Linked DNA regions of Anser cygnoides: region 1 is linked to region 2. A link is a contact called in public Hi-C data. All regions are on one chromosome and are shown on one strand. Each heading gives the region's core, a stretch centred on a gene start, on an enhancer-like site or on the middle of the called end of the contact. The rest is flanking DNA. Distances are from core to core; before and after follow the strand shown.

Region 1 (2,967 bases), core at 364-2,863, 130 kb after region 2:
TTCTGCATGCTAAAAAGGATAACAGCAATCTGCCTTGCTAAAAGCAAGTGACCTGTGAAAGGGGTAAGAGCTGTGCATACAGAGCTTGTTCTTAGTATGTACAAATGTCTTAAGAGTCAGTGATTGGGTTATAAAAGATAAGAAATGAAAAGCCAGAAGGAATAAACAAGCTCAAACAGATTTCTGTACAGGAGCTACCGATTACTTCCAAATGAGTTTTCTGAAAGAAGTATCTTTCAGTCATCCAGGGCTTTCACTGGTCTGCAAGCACGGCCCATTTTGCTTGGGCAGGCACAGCCCTGTTCTCCAGCAAAACTGCAGCCACAGAACAGATTGCAGTGGACAATTTTGACCCCAGGATCCCCTGCGAAAAGCAACGTTCATATTTGTCAAGCACTCTGAGGAGACCAGTCAACACAAAGATCATTACCAGTGTGTCCCTAGCCTGTACTTGCTACACATCTCCAATCAACACCATTTACAGATGGAGGCCCTTCTCAACTCCCAGTGTCACTGCGCTTCTTCAAGGGTAGAGAGAGGAGGTCAGGACGCAGCAGACTGTCCATAGGATACGCTACGTGATGTTTTCTGGAACTGCATAGTCTTGGAATTACTCTGAATATTTATATAAACAGCATTGCGTCAGGATTTAGGGGCAGCATGCACATTTCACACTGCTGTTGCACAGGCTTCTGGTAGCATGCCAAACCAGCTGTGTGGACTTCCTGAACTACCAACGTATCACATTTCTCTTTTTCAATAAAGGGCAGATCATTTACTCTTTGGTTTGGTAATGTGGACTATACCCTGCTTTAAAAAGGATTACAATCTCAGGTAAGATTTGTAGTTTTCACTCCAGCTATTTTTAACTGGGGGAATCACTCCCTAACATTTTTTATAGGAAGGAAAGTAATTGTGTATTATTCTCAGGCCAAACTTTTAGCTGATTTAAAAGATGCTGATACCAAACCCTGAAAATATTCCAAAGGAATTCTAAAATAATTACAAAGCTTCAACAGGAGGGAATACAGAGGTTGTAACAGAGTTTGTAACTGCCTTCACTGTAGACATAGAGTGAAGTGGCTCCAGATTCAAAGTTATTTTTTAATAACCTGTTGGCTCAGAAACACCTTGACCTACTTTCTTCATAGTTTACAAAAAGAACACTCAGGCATGCTTGCTGTTGGTACCATTTTGCAACAAATACCCTTGCACATACTTTGATAAGTGAATAGATAATTCTGCCAATCCTGCACAGTTGGTTGATCATTTAACTGTAAACACAGTCTCATCTACCACTGAAACTAATCTGAACCCTACGAAAGTAATCAGTGCCTTTCAGAGCAATTTATGATACATTTTCCAGCACATGAAAAAAAACAACTGATTTTTCTTCAAACTTAACCAAAACCTTCCCCTTGCCATAACAGCTAACCCTAATAAAAAATATAATGGAACTAGAACTAGAGATTATTGTACAATACATGCAAACTTAACTGTAAAGGTACATCACAGCTAAACAGACTTTTGGAGAACCAGGTTTGTGATTTACACCAGTAACTTTTTTTTGAAACAACAAAGCTTGGTGGCTAAGTCTGCTAAGTATGGATATGTATCTCATTTCCATAGAAATCACTGGGGGAATTTTCTATTTCCTGTGGGAAGCAAGAATGAATGAGACTTTCCACAAACAGCACAGTTCACAAAGTACATCAATAGTTTCTGGCGCAATACAGTGATATGACCTTTGTGGGACAGGGATGCAGAACAGGGAACGTGCAACTTATACAAAATTTCCACTTAAAGTGATTTAAGTGAAGGAACATAATCAAATGCATCTCATGAGTCAGACATGGTTAAATCTAAGAGATCCAAAAGAAAGCACAGCTATGACCAAAAAAATTTAAAAAAGGGACTTTCTGAAACAACGGCACCTTCCTACCCAGCACTTCCTGAACCCTGTCCTTGGGCCCCAGACAACTTTACTAAATGATATTTTACAGAGAAAGGTATTTTACACAGCCCACATACAACCTGTTTATTACTTTATTGACTGCACTTAGGGAAAGGCAGAGTTCTTCTCCAGCACACCCTTAACAGTCTGTAGAGCCCCAGACAGGAAAGGAAGAGAAAACATGGTTGTGTTCTCCCTGCTCCAGGCAATAACTAAACTTCATCTCCACTGCAGGCCAAAAAAAGTGGGAGGAAAACCTGAGGACAACAGTGTGAAAACTTTGCACTGTCTTCCACTGGGGATCTGTTCAGAGGATGTTCCTCTACATCGTTCCTCCTCTACATGTATCCTATTTGCCTGCTTTACTGTAAAGAGCATATCTCTAGTAACATGTACCCACTCACTTCGCAGCTTCTTAGGAAGACAGCAATAAGAGGCATCAACTGCCTGCAGCAAAAGAACTCCCACTGCCCCAAATGGTCCAGGAACAGGGCCAACCACCGTCTAGTCTGCATAACAATACGGACTAATACGGATGGATTAGATCAACAAATCATTTAGGCAAACAGCTGTGCAAGTTTCAACTTTCTAAAGCTGAAGTGATGTTCTTCCTTACAGATTATCTACTACTTAAAGGTTAAAAAAACATGCTATGATTGGTACATTCTATGCTATGATTGGTAAAGTCTGTTGTTACTTGCAAACTGGCTTGTTTCTAATGGTCAATCACATCCCTCAGTGAGAACTGGAAATTTAGACAATATGTGCTTTGGGGCTCAGTGGATAATAAACGTGATTAGCAGATGACGTTGTTATAATATTTCAGAGTCCATTAGAACGAAATTCCAAGTAATCACCCTAGCAAAACAGAAGCAAACCTGTGTCCTAGAGAGACTGCAGTTATTGTCTACAAGCTTGCTCTAACAAACCAATTGATAATTTCAGTTTATATTTTGCAGATATAACTGGATTGGAAAAGCATAAATAGTCCAGATTTTACCAAATATGCAAGA
Region 2 (2,949 bases), core at 251-2,750:
TGGTGACTTTGTCCATGTTGCAGTGAGTCATCTCAGCGGGAGGCGGGCAGTGGGGTGAACCTGTTGAAGACTCGTATTTGCAAGAAACGTTACAGGCAGAAGCAGCAAAACTAGCAGTGCTGCCACTCAGGCGTATGAATAAAAGTGCTTTTCTTTACCTGCTCTCTCTCAATGCCCTAGGGAAGAATTTGTTGAAGCCTATGTAAATTACATCTTCAACCTCTCCATCCATGAGTGGTACACAGCTTTTTCCACTGGTTTCCTGAAAGTATGTGGTGGGAAGGTCCTGGAACTCTTCCAGCCCACAGAGCTCAGGGCCATGATAGTTGGAAACAGTAACTACAACTGGGAGGAACTGGAGGAGGTAAAGCTTCCCTCTTGTCATGTTTTTCTTCTTTTTTTTACGAGTACTAGGATTGGGCAGCTGCAAGAGGTGGGCACTAGGTTGGGTCAAGAGGTGTAGTAAGCTACGGATGTTTTTATATGTTTCTTGTACATCTTGCAATTATTCACATGAAAAGTTACTCTCTTACTTCACTATCCTGCTACTGATAAAGCTCGTGGAGGAAATTGGGGATGAAAAAGAAGAGGGGAGGAGGACTTCTATCTTTTTTTCGTAGGGATGAAGCCTAAGATTGAAAGAAAGAGACAAAATCAGAATCTTCATTTACAATAGAACTAACAAGGGCAAAAAGTACACAGCCAAGTGTTCAAAGGGAAGTCTGGACAGAACGCAAGAGTTGTATCCTCTCAAAACACGTGCAGATCAGCAAATATTTGTTTTGTCTCAGCCTTAGCAGTAGAAATGGCCTCACAGTGCAGAACACATGATCCTGTCCGCGAGTCCAGCCCGTGATCAGGTACACCAGGGTTCCTCGTTACACCTCTAATTAGCTGAATACCTAGAAGCCTAAATACTGGCCTTTCACCTGTAGCAAGAACACTTTCCTGTGTCTTTGAGCCATGCTGTTGCCTATGGCACATCCTGCACTCCATTTCTTAGCTGTCAGACGTCAGTCTGAGATACTAGAAGAGATCAGGTCGTGTTCCTACTTAGTCCTTGCGTTCTAGTGCTAGATGAAATTATGTGACTTTTTGTTTTTCTAATAGAGTGCCGTCTATAAGGGAGACTACACTGCGACACACCCAACCGTGAGGATGTTTTGGGAAACGTTTCATGCATTTCCCTTGGAAAAGAAGAAGAAATTTCTCTGTAAGTATTTTGCAGTGGTGCAGGCTGTCATCTGAAATTGACGAATCAATGTCACTGGGGGGTAGATGTCACTTTGTTTGGCAATAAAAGGGAAGAGGAGGAGAAATACGTGGTTTTAAGGGCAGGTGGTTCAGAGTTTGTTGCTGCAGCTGGCAACTGTTGCTCCCTTGGGGCATCATGTTGAGGGAATATTGTGTCCCAAGGGCAACCTGGGAAAGCACTGAAAAGAGCCAATCTTTATTTTTGGACTGGTTTTGTTTCCTGATCTTGTACCCACTAATGTGTATCTGTTTGGAAACAGTTGGTGTCAAGCACAGAGATGGAGGCATGCTGAGGAAAGCGCTGTTTTATTGAAGGATTATTCAGATTTAAGTGTCCTAAAAGAATCTAGCTCCAAGAAGTATTAAATCTCCGTGTGGCAGTTTTGCTGAGCTGGCAGTCACCATCCCCTTACTTGGCCAGACCTGAAGCAGTTGCTGTCTTTCTTTAGAGCATTGCTTCCAGCAAACCCAGCAACATGTGGCCAAATTCTTTGCTGGTGCAGCTCCACTGACTGCAGATTTCTTATGTATTGGCACATGCTTCCAGGAAAAAGCTTTGGAAATAAAAGCTGAGAGAGCTAGAAGAGTTCAGCATGGAGATGAGAAGGCACAAGGGGCATCGTATCACAGCCGTACAAGTGTGAGGGTGCCTGTCCTAACCAGCCTGCCTTCTCTCTGCTTCTCCTAGTGTTCCTGACAGGCAGCGACCGCATTCCCATCTACGGCATGTCAAGCCTTCGCATCGTCATCCAGTCCACAGCCAGCGGGGAGCAGTACCTGCCCGTGGCGCACACCTGCTACAATCTCCTGGACTTGCCCAAGTACAGCAGCAAGGAGATTCTCAGCGCCCGGCTGGTGCAAGCCATCGATCACTATGAGGGCTTCAGCTTGGCTTGACGTGTGTGGGAGAGGCACAGGCACTTGGGTACAGAGGAAGAAAGCAATGGGCTTGGCTTTATTTTTATAAAGGAAGGGATCAGAGCATTTTGGGGGAAAAATAATAGTAAGAATCATAGATGCAGATGATGCAGTCTCAGCCTGATGCTGCCAGTATTTTGTGGGGTTTAGCAGGGAGAGACTTTAGCTTTGAGTTTTCTGATCTACTGAACAAAATGAGTTTGGTGGGCTTTTTCGTTGTTTCCCCTCCAACTTCACAGCACTGCCCTCGCAGCAAATACTCGTAGTTTGCTTTTATTGCCCCCCCCCCCCCCCCCCCCCCCCCCTTTTTGTTCAGTTTAAACCTTTGGTGTTCCTTGCATTGAGGCTATGGTGGAAATTCAGGATGAAATAGTGATCTCCTTTTTGAAAAGCTGTGATTTCCCCCACCCTTTTTTTTTTTCTTCCCTTTTTAAATGCAAGCTGGTTCTTGCTTGCTTTGAATGGATATATCCCCCCTGCCCTCTGGTCCTTGGCAGATGGTACTGGGCTGGGGTGTCATTTGTGACCCACAGGACAGTGTATTAGTTGCGGTACATGCTCTGTCTTTTTGCACCAGTATATCTCACGGAGAGTAGGGTGGTTTGGGGGTTGGCATGTTTTTCTTTTGTCTTAAATTTTGTTTCTAAGCAGCGTCTTCTTAAAGAAGCTTCAGACTCCTCTGTGTTAAGGCTTGGGGAAGGACAAACAATATCCGTAATAACGGGTTTCTCAAACTGCCTCTCTCTTGTGTTGTTCTTCTGCTGGTAAGTCTACAAG

Evidence for each region. A called contact is a pair of places that touch in the nucleus more often than the background predicts.
Region 1: a Hi-C map of liver shows a contact between it and region 2, with 2.7 times the contacts expected there. The contact joins two enhancer-like sites. A contact is called at or near these places in 2 of 7 Hi-C or Micro-C datasets (both in liver).

The regions. Positions count from the first base shown.
Region 1 is chr4:69,016,113-69,019,079 of Taihu_goose_T2T_genome, forward strand. All of the region lies in intron 3 of FAM13A (family with sequence similarity 13 member A), which reads right to left. Among named protein-coding and RNA genes, the nearest start is that of FAM13A, 7.6 kb to the right of the region's middle. Within about 2 kb of position 1,614, at least 2 of the 3 cell types and tissues checked have open chromatin away from gene starts, as enhancers often do. A contact at or near this core is called in liver, where this site is marked.
Region 2 is chr4:68,885,216-68,888,164 of Taihu_goose_T2T_genome, forward strand. FAM13A (family with sequence similarity 13 member A) reads right to left here. Exons shown (of 21, transcript XM_048052161.2): 21 at 2,458-2,949. It overlaps LOC106046091 (probable E3 ubiquitin-protein ligase HERC3), which reads left to right. Exons shown (of 25, transcript XM_066996351.1): 23 at 181-364; 24 at 1,111-1,213; 25 at 1,943-2,949. The coding sequence ends at 2,151. Among named protein-coding and RNA genes, the nearest start is that of MBOAT4, 84 kb to the left of the region's middle. Within about 2 kb of position 1,501, at least 2 of the 3 cell types and tissues checked have open chromatin away from gene starts, as enhancers often do. A contact at or near this core is called in liver, where this site is marked.